Regions from separate parts of the Mus musculus genome. Here all the other regions are linked to region 3. The links are chromatin contacts, called in public Hi-C and promoter capture Hi-C maps. All regions are on one chromosome and are shown on one strand. The core of a region is the stretch at or near the end of the contact, and the rest is flanking DNA. Distances in the headings are between cores, read along the strand shown.

The links. Promoter capture Hi-C pulls out the DNA fragments that hold promoters and counts their contacts. Hi-C and Micro-C count contacts between places; a contact is called where the count stands out from the background.
Region 1: a promoter capture Hi-C map of liver shows a contact between it and region 3, with 2.1 times the contacts expected there. The contact joins the promoter of Colec11 here to the enhancer-like site in region 3. A contact is called at or near these places in 3 of 39 promoter capture datasets (the C10 cell line and liver), 5 of 115 datasets of contacts at active chromatin or transcription factors (embryonic stem cells, epiblast stem cells and stem cell-derived neural progenitor cells) and 1 of 9 other capture datasets (adipose tissue).
Region 2: a Hi-C map of liver shows a contact between it and region 3, with 2.3 times the contacts expected there. The contact joins two enhancer-like sites. A contact is called at or near these places in 1 of 484 Hi-C or Micro-C datasets (liver), 4 of 115 datasets of contacts at active chromatin or transcription factors (astrocytes, embryonic stem cells, epiblast stem cells and 1 more) and 1 of 9 other capture datasets (embryonic tail).

Annotation. Positions count from the first base shown.
Region 1 is chr12:28,622,065-28,625,254 of GRCm38.p6, reverse strand. It overlaps Colec11 (collectin sub-family member 11), which reads left to right and starts at 1,925. Exons shown (of 7, transcript NM_027866.2): 1 at 1,925-2,021.
Region 2 is chr12:28,803,291-28,806,586 of GRCm38.p6, reverse strand. All of the region lies in intron 3 of Eipr1 (EARP complex and GARP complex interacting protein 1), which reads right to left. Among named protein-coding and RNA genes, the nearest start is that of Gm46345, 38 kb to the right of the region's middle. Within about 2 kb of position 1,671, at least 131 of the 459 cell types and tissues checked have an H3K27ac peak or open chromatin away from gene starts, as enhancers often do. A contact at or near this core is called in liver, where this site is marked.
Region 3 is chr12:29,073,720-29,076,672 of GRCm38.p6, reverse strand. No RefSeq gene overlaps it. Among named protein-coding and RNA genes, the nearest start is that of Gm31333, 67 kb to the left of the region's middle. Within about 2 kb of position 1,277, at least 20 of the 459 cell types and tissues checked have an H3K27ac peak or open chromatin away from gene starts, as enhancers often do. A contact at or near this core is called in liver, where this site is marked.

The DNA.
Region 1 (3,190 bases), core at 676-3,175, 450 kb after region 3:
AGTCTAATACCAGTACCAGGGTGGGACTGAAGATTCAGAAGTGGTAGCTCATGTCATTCCAATATTAAGAGGCTGCAGCAAGAGGATTGCCTCTAATTTAAGGCCAGCCTGCGTTATGGAATATATTGCTTAAAAAAAAAAAGACTATAGCAGAGTATGGTGGCACATGTAATCTCCGTGCTTGGGAGGCAGAAGCAAGCAGATCTCTGAATTTGAAGCCAGCTTGGTCTACAAAGCAATTTTCGAGACAGGGTCATACAAGAGAAACCCTGTCTTGGAAAACAGACAAACAAAAAATATGACTTGGAAGGAAAAAATCTCTAGGCTTTCTAGGCCCTCTACCACCTTGAGGCAAAAGGGGGTATCTGACAGTTTGTTTGGGTAGGTTTTGGGTTTTTTGGGGGGGGCATTTTTGGTCTTGGTTTTTGGACAGGATTTCTCTGTGTACCCTTGGTTTGGCTGTTCAGGAACTTACTCTGTTGACCAGGGTGGCATGGAACTTAGAGGTCCGCCTACCCCTGCCTCCTGACTGCTGGGATTAAAAGCATACGCTACCATCGCTCAATGTTTGGGTAGGTCTTAGGAAGGATTCTTGGAACTCTTGGTTAGCTTTGTGTACTTCTGTGAACTTCGGAAATGTGAATGAGCTAAAGCCATTTCTATTGATTTTGAGGAGAGCTACATGAGGCTCTGTTTGAGAAACAAAACATAAAAGCTAAGCTTTATTTAGAGGAGATTATAGATTGACATGCAGTTGTAGAAAACATTCCAGAGGGTTCCCTTGAGCCCAGTTTCCCCAGTGGAAAGTCTGGCACAGCACTGCAACCCAGATTCCAACATAAGCAGGCCAAGCCATGTCACCCTTGAGGCACACAGTGTCCTAGCCAATCACTGATCTGTCCTTGATTTTTATAGTTTTATCACTTTAAGAGTCTTATATGAACAGGTTGTAAGGGCAATATGGCTGCAACATCACACACTCCATTGATCGTGAAGTTGGTTTGACTGATCTGGCTTCTTCCCTCATGGATCTACAGAGTTGTCCTGAAGCTACACGCCAGCAGTACAGCTTCCCTGATGGAGGACGACTGTTGTTTCTTTGAGGGTGTTAGCGTGCTTGTGCTCCCCCGATCAACCTCCTAACAGGCTCTCAGGAGTAGTTTGTTTGTTTGTTTGTTTTTGGTTTGTTTGTTTGTTTGTTTGTTTGTTTTTCAAGACAGGGTTTCTCTTTGTAGCCCTGGCTGTCTTGGAACTCACTTTGTAGACCAGGCTGGCCTCGAACTCAGAAATCTGCCTGCCTCTGCCTCCCAAGTGCTGGGATTACAGGCGTGCGCCACCACTGCCCAGCTCTCTCAGGAGTATTTTATAGATGGAACTCCACAGTGGGTAGCTTTTGGAGTCTGTTTTGCTATAGCACAGAACTCTTGTTGATCTCTCCAGCTTGCTGTGTGGGAATGACTTGTAGTGTGTGTGTGTGTGTGTGTGTGTGTGTGTGTAAGCAGGTGCATGTGTATGCAGAGATTCATACACAGTCTCAGTATGCACTCCTACCTGGCTGGCCTTGAACTTGCTACATAGTCTAGGCTGGCCTTTAACTCACAGCAATCCTCCTGCTTTAGTCTTCAGAATGCAGGGATTACTGGCATGCACCCCCATGTTTGGCACATGCACTTATTCGAAGAAAAAGAAAAGAAAGCAAAACAGGAAAGAAAACCAAAATTGAGAGAGAATGTTTGGGGTGGGGTTGGCTGGGCTCCCCAGACACCCCTTTGGCAGCAGGGGCCGAGTTCCCACACTCCACAGGGCCCTGCAGGACAGCTGATGGTTTCAGGCAGGAAGCTCTTGCAGATAAGGCTGCAGCCTCCAGCAGATTCGCTGGGCTGTCTGACATCCCAGGCAGGGTTTCTCTCTGAGCTGGACTGCAGCTGGTCTCTGTAAATAACAGCCATGAGGCTCCTTGGAGCAGTGTCTCTGCCAGCCGGTGACTGTCAGGACAGCTCCTTCGCCTAGTGTGCATCCAGGTAAGAGATGCTGCCCCAGGACACTAGGCCAGGACTGGACAGGTGTCGAGCACAGGCAGGAGGGCAAATTTCCAAACAGGGCTGGAGGGTAGACCCAGGCTGTGGAATTTGGCAAAGTGGGATTCAGTATCCTGGAGTTGATCAGTAAGTTAGACGCTAGAGTTCTAAAATTTATTTAGCTCAGAGTTAAAGGTGGAATCTTCGAGAAGCCAGCAGAGGCAGATTCTGGTCAATCAGAATGATGGAAATACAGTTACTCAGGTTATTTAAGAGCTGGAGTTTGCATAGATCATTTCTAACTCCAACCTGAGAGAGTGACATACTCCAGGCTGGCAGTGGGCAGCATTTATGGGTTGACAGCTAAGAAAGCCCTGTTCAGGGACCTACAACACCAAGACATACTCAGCTGTGGTTTTAGGTAGTGTGGGGAGGGGACCAGGAGGGAGGTACACTTCCCTCAGGGGAGCCATCTAACAGTGGACAGAGCCTCCCAACACTGGAAAGGGGAGTAACTCCAAAGGGCAGTTGCTTGTTGTGCCCTGACACCAGGCTTTGGGACTAGCTGCTGTGTCTGAGTGGCCCCAGCTAGCAGCTCCATATTAAAATGGTCAAATTTGTAAGCCATTGCTTGGCAGAATGGAACTTGATTTGACAAGCACTCTTGCCTGGGAGAGCAGAGCTCCAAACCTTCACATTTGGTTTTCTCTCCAATCTTGAGACATCTGTGCCAAAGACGAAGGAGAACAGGCAGATGTCTCCTTACCATGGTGTTGGTAAGATCCTCCCTGTAGCCTCATGGCGGGGGGTGGGAGTGTCACTTTAGGACAGAGGAGGCTTCCAAATGACAGTACCGTTCGCAGCAGATAGTTCAGAGTCTGCAAGATCCAGGGCTTCACTGTAGGTGTTTAATGGACACGTCATGATGTGTTTGGCTACTGTGTTTCCCCCTGGCCTGCTGCCAGTTCATTCTTGTTTCTTTTGTGAATTCCACATTTAATCTCTCCCCAGAAAGCTGTCTCTTTGATGGAAGTGGGGCCCCAGTCTTTGGGCCCTGGCTAAGAGATAAGGATGTTGTTTTTAAAAAGATTTTGGGCTTGCTGCATAGTCTCCGTTTATAAAACCAAATTCCTTTCCTGAGAGGCAACGGACCAGAACACAAGCCAGTACTT
Region 2 (3,296 bases), core at 422-2,921, 270 kb after region 3:
CTGAGGAACAAAATGACAATAAAATTATGACATAGACACTGTGATTACACATTACAATTTGATCCAGTAGTAGAATCCCATATTGACACCCCAACAGAGCTCTGATTCCTCTGAGAAGATGAATCCCGCAAATATCTGAGCCCAAGTCCTCAGTCCACCTGGGCTTCTGCTCAACTGGCAAGACCGATTTATAGCAGCTGTGTGTTGTCTTGGTTAAATACTGATTTAAAATACTTAGGAGAAGTTTCTGTGAAAATGATGTGCAATGTTCTTAAAAGCCTCAGTAATAGCAAGCTATTTAAAAACCCTGCCTATTTAGAAGACAAAAACAAAAGCAAAAGAAAACAAACAGAAAACACATACAGGGGCAGGAGTCACAACAGCAGAGCCTCTACATTCAGGCTGCGCATTCCCTCCTAGATGCTCTACAACTAAAACTGGAAAGCCAGAGAGGGGTTCAGGGGAAGAGTTCTGGAAAGGGGGGATACAGATGCAGGAGACAGGACTCAGAAGAATGTCTTGATCTCTATCACAGATAGATAGCATAAAAACGATGACAGCCGGGGCTGAAGAGATGCCTCCGCAGTTAAGAATGTGTATGTGCAGTGCACTTGTAGAGGATCCAGGTTCCCTTCCCAGGACCCATGGCAGCAGGCTCTCAACAGACTCTAACTCTAACTCTAGGGAAAATCCAATGCCCCAGCCTCCGTGCACATAGCAACACACAGTCACACACACACACACACACACGCACACACACATACACAAAATTTACAAATATGTAAGCGGCATGAACACACATTTACCTAAAACAATGACATTACTTGAGTTGCCAGATAAATGCTTGGCAAACACTAATGCTTATGGGAAAAGGGACAACCGGCCCATGATTTGCTGTCTCTTCTGAAGTAGTTGACCAGCCTTGGTTGATGAATGAGGGCCTATGTGTCCACTGAGTGTGTGGGGTCACTTGGGCGGTGCTCCATTTGATCCTGCTAATATCTTGTAAAATCTTGGCTCAGTCGTGCAACCTCTGTGAAGGCAGCTGTCTTGTGTGTGAGCTCCAAGGACTGCACAGAAGACAGAGAAGTGAAAAGCACACCACCAAGAGTCCTTCCTCTCCTTCAGCTCTGACTCTGAGCTGGAGCATCACTGCCTAGCATATATCAGCTGAATGGAACAAAGGGTGCTCTGTCCTCCACCCCACATCCTTAACTGCATTAGTCATTCCTGAGCTTATCAGGAATGCACCAGCAGCTGCAGTATGCCTCAGGACATCTCTAAAGCTTGACTCCAAGTCCTTTCTAGTGATAACCACCCCACCCCAGGAGGAGGAGTCAAACAAGGGCAGCAAGCAGGCTGATGTCAGAGCCATCTACAGCCTTCCTTTCCAACCCAGGCTGCCCTGCCTTCTCCAGACTTCTGATTTCCTACCTGAGCCACATGAACATGTCTCCACCCACACTGGCTCTGAATATGCCCTCTAACAGAATTGCAGTGCCCAGGGCCCTGTCTTCTTTGATCACAGCTCCTATTTCACTATTTACCTAGACCTGCAGGACATCTGGAAGGGAATAAATAGGTCAAGACATAGCTGGATTCAACAACCACAGAGCAGCATAGGCTAGCAGCCAACAGTGTTCTCTCAGGGATGATGAAACATCTCAGTCAGTAAAGCGCTTATGTTGCAACATGAAGACCTGAGTCTAAGAATCAGGTAAAAGGCTCCCAAAGCTGGGGGAGCAGAGACAGATAAAAGAAACACTGAGGCTTGCTGGCCTTGGTCTACGTGGCAAGCTCTAGGCCTGGCCTATGAGAGATATCCCCCCCCCCATAACTCCTCCCCCCTGGAGCCAGAGTTAGCAGCTGTTTCGAGCCTGCTGACATGGGTACTGGGAATGGAACCTGGATCCTCTGTGAGTGCATCTTCTTGTACAGCAAGTAGAAAAATTAAAATTCTGGCTCTGCTGTTCCCTTCCAACTTTTCATGTACAGGTTGACCTATTCCCATTGATCTCTCTCCCAGCCACTTCTATAATGGAGCTGGAAGGACGATGGCCAGTGGCTCTCTCCCTGAGCTGAGCTTGATTCAAAGAGCCCTGGCTATTGGAAAGGTTTGCCTTTCTAGAAACCGAATGTCTCCAGAGGGAACAGAGTATGAAGGCTTACCCACACTGACACCCTGATACCTGGCCTGGTCTAACAGGGATGCCATGCCCTGGACCAAACTATTCAGTCACCACCCTAGCTAAATGAGGCAGTCTGGCACATGAAGCAGATGAGATTGACACAAGGTTGATACATGTATCTGCCTGCTCTCCAGAGCAAACCTCGATAACTAAAACAAGGGCAGTGGCATCCACAAAATGTCAAACTATTTGCTCTCTGGAGAGCACTCCTGTTACAGAGAACCGGTGGGTCCTCAGCATGAGCTGAAGCATCAGATCTGAGAGATGGGGTTTTACACTGATCAGAGCACTACTCGGGCACTCAGCCATGTCAGACATTAATTAACACCCTTGCACAAAAAAAAAAAAAAATCACACCTTCATTCTTTGAAACTCTAACGATTTGCAGACTGTCATGTTTAGGTTTCTACTATTTTTCCTTGGGCTGAAATACCAAAAAACACTCTCTTACAAAAATATCCACTTGATACAATTTGCACCTAAAAAAATCTTAGTTTTCTAAGTAAATATGAGGAAAGTTGTTCCGTCCGGTACAAAGAAGGTGCAAGGGGCAGCCATCAAGAAGGTCCAAGTGGCTATCAAAGGAAGCGTATTATATTTCTGGCTTCTGCGAATCAGCTGTCTGACCACATGCAAGCTACTCCAGCAAGTTCATAGGCTTTGGTGCCTTTGCCTGCAAAATGTAGACAGGTCTCAATCTCTGGGGACTTTGGAAAAGAGAAAGGAAAAATGAGCATCCTCACCCCATGCTTGAGACAGGCTGACAGCAAGAGCAACAGCTCACAGGAAGGGCCAGTAACTAACACAAGAAGGCAGTGTAAGCACCGCTTCGCCAAGCCTGTGCAAGCAAACTGACCACAGCAGAGAACAGCATACACGGTGTCTCGGTTAGGGCTCCCACTGTGTGAAGAGACACCATGACCAACTCTTAGGGGACAACATTTACTTGGAGCTGGCTTATGGTTGGTTTCAAAGATTCAGTCCATTTTCATCATGGTAGGAAGCATGGTAGCATCCAGGCAGACTTGGTGCTAAAGAAGGAGCTGAGAGTTCTACATCTTGATGTGAAGGCAACCAGGAAGAGACTATCTTCTACAGGCAGGACAA
Region 3 (2,953 bases), core at 28-2,527:
TCTCCCCTCCCCCTAAGCCCTTTCCCTTTCTCCTCAGAGAAGGGGAGACCTCCTGTGGATGTCAACCCTGGAAGGCCCAGATCTTCTCTAGATCATTTGCCTAGCACCACCTTCTCCTGTACCTGTCAATCAGGAGAGTGCCAGCTTACCCTTCTCCCTCATTCCCACCCCCACAGATACATGCTGTTTTGTTACCTGTAGCTTGTGATTAGAGAAGTTTCTATTCCTGATGGCTCTGAATCCTCCCTCCCTATTCTCCTACCTCAGAAAAGGACCCACTCTAAAGCTGAAAAAGATGGCTCCAGAGGGGTGCCCCAAAGACAGCTAAGGTCAGACTGTCCCCTCACCTACCCCTAGTGCTGCAAAAGGTTCCACAAGCAGAGGACGTGTGCTTCTATAATTGAAGAGAGCGAGGGGAAAGCTTGGGGACAGTAGTAATACTGAGAGGAAAATCTCTCTAACCCACTCACCCATCAGTGACACAAGACATGGAGGAAGGCACTCCTAAAATAGCTTTCTCTCAAACTCATATGGGCTGTGCTGGGACCCTAGACAGTGTCTTTCCTGCTCCCAAGACACACAGGCGTCAGGAATGCTGTCATTTCTCAGAGAGTGGAGCTGCCAGCCTGACTCTTCAACTCACAGAGGAGCCGACTGTCGGTGCAATGACTTCAAATTGGTTTTTAAGTCTGACTCAGTTGAAGAGGGTAATATACCCTCTGGGGTGGGGTGCAGTTGTGGAGACATCTGTCAAGTGGCTGCCTTCTGGGAACCTGTGTCGGCATCCCCTGCTATCGTGGGACTATCTTCCCTGCTGTTTGCAGATCTCCCACTTGTTGGGTTTTGAAGGTTGTTATGAAAAGAGGGACCTTGAAAAAGGAAGAGAAAGGACAGCTTCGTGAAAGAGCCTTTGTGGAGGCTGTCATAGGGATGTATGTCTCTATGGTGACCAAGGCCGGCTCAAACGCAAGCAGAGCAACCATCGTGCACTCTCAGTTAGAGGCAAGTAGGGAGAGAGTGTGGAGAAGGACAAAGGCTTTACAACCTTGTCTGAGGAGCTGGGGTCTGCCTGTGCCTCAAAGGAGAGCATGTGGCTTTATCCACAGAACTCAAGCTCTTCAGATGAGAAATCGCAAGCCCTTCCTCAGGTGGCCAGTGAGATTCTCAGAAGATCAAGGTTACAGAAGCGTCTTGCCAAGAGCTGTCAGTGGCAGGAAGATCAAAGGCCTCTGCTCATTCAATATTTATTCAACAAATATACAGAATCCAGCTTCAAACTGAGAGCCGAGTTCAGTAAGCCAGAGAGGCGTCTAAATAGGTCTCCAAAATCAAAGTGGAGTCTGAGAGTTAGGTATCAGACCTTGGGATGCCAACAGCCACAGGAGGAGAGAGGCCTGGGAGGGGCCACAGCCCAAGATAGAGAGCTATGTTCTCCACAGCACACTGTGAAGCTGGTAGAATATCTCTGCAAAAAAAGAGACAGAAAGGAATAAGCCAGAGAGTGCTCATGACTCACGCTACCATCTTACGACATCTTGCAAAGGTAAGGCCAGAAAGAGCACAGCCCTGGCCTAGGAGAACCAAGACCCTAAGCAACTAGATCTTGCCCCCACAATCACAGACCTGTCATAGGAACACAGCAATGTGGCTGTCTCGGAGGCAAGGCAAGGTCATGGGGAAGAAGGGCATGGTGGCTTTCTTCCCTTCAGGGTAGAAAGCAGAGCTTCATGGTTGTCTGGGAATCCCAGGCAACCCCTTCCCCATTCACCTCTCATTCTTCCAGTCTTTACATGTTGTCCACACATAATCTGAGCTTCATTTCTACCACTGGCCTTGCTCAGCCTGGGTGTAGGACACCAGAACCCACAGCTGAGCAGTGTCAGCCCTTCTAGCCTAATCCCTGCACTGTCTTAGCTGTCCTGCTTCCAACAGGCTGGCTTTCACAAGAGCCTGCTTTTGAACACATTGCTCTTTCTGACGCAAAGAGAAGCTCGTTCTTCATCCTTAGGGCACCGCCTGCTTGGTTTAGCCAAGTTTCTTCAGTCCTCTGACCAATCCTCACGGAGTCAGAGGTCTCCTCTAGGAAGACACACAAGCTAGCACAAGGCCTACCCCAACAATGTGCACCTCTGCTCAGTAGCTGGTCTCCCCTGGCTGGGGCCTCTTCCCCTGCCTGGGACCTCCTTACCATGGTTGAGGCCTCCCTTCTTTGGCTGGTTTCTCCCTCTCTTCACTAGGTCTGAGCTCCTTTTCTGCAAACCTAAGCCCCCTTCACAGACCTGGCACGTGGTATGTACTCCCAATTCTGAGGTCAAGATCTCACCGATCTATGAACTGAACCCAGTTACCACAATCACCAGTGACCTGACAGTTCTTGCCCCTGTTCGAAGGCAGCACAGATCGCATAGGCAGACATCCCAGTAATTTTCCCATTCGCCAAGCCCACATGGAAATATATGCCTCACTCTAACATCAAACTCAAGCTGCCATGTCTCCTTCCGATTCCTGAGTAATGGAGCCACAAAATAGCTCCAGCTCAGAAACTCAAGATTATCTGTATCCTCAGGCATTATATAGAGAGCACCAGAATTCCAGAGAGGATGAGGAAGGCAGGTTTCCACACCCAGCAACTCCTTCGCCTGCTGTATATTTTTATCATGCTGCAGTTGAGATTGGGGCAGGCCGTGGTTTTCTGTCTCTCTTTTACTGGAGATCAACTCTCATCTGCCATCTCAAAGCTGCCATGTACTGTTCCTTGTTGGAGTCACTAACCACAATGCAAAGTCAAGTTTACTAAGAGCTGATGAGACAACACCAAGTCCTGCACACCGACACCTCATCAGTGTTAGTGGACAAGGAGCAGCTTCACGCTTCTTTCTGTAGACTTGAAGGTGCACTGTCGTCCATGAGAACCTAGATCATCGATATCAAACTGTGCCCTCTGCAGAACAGC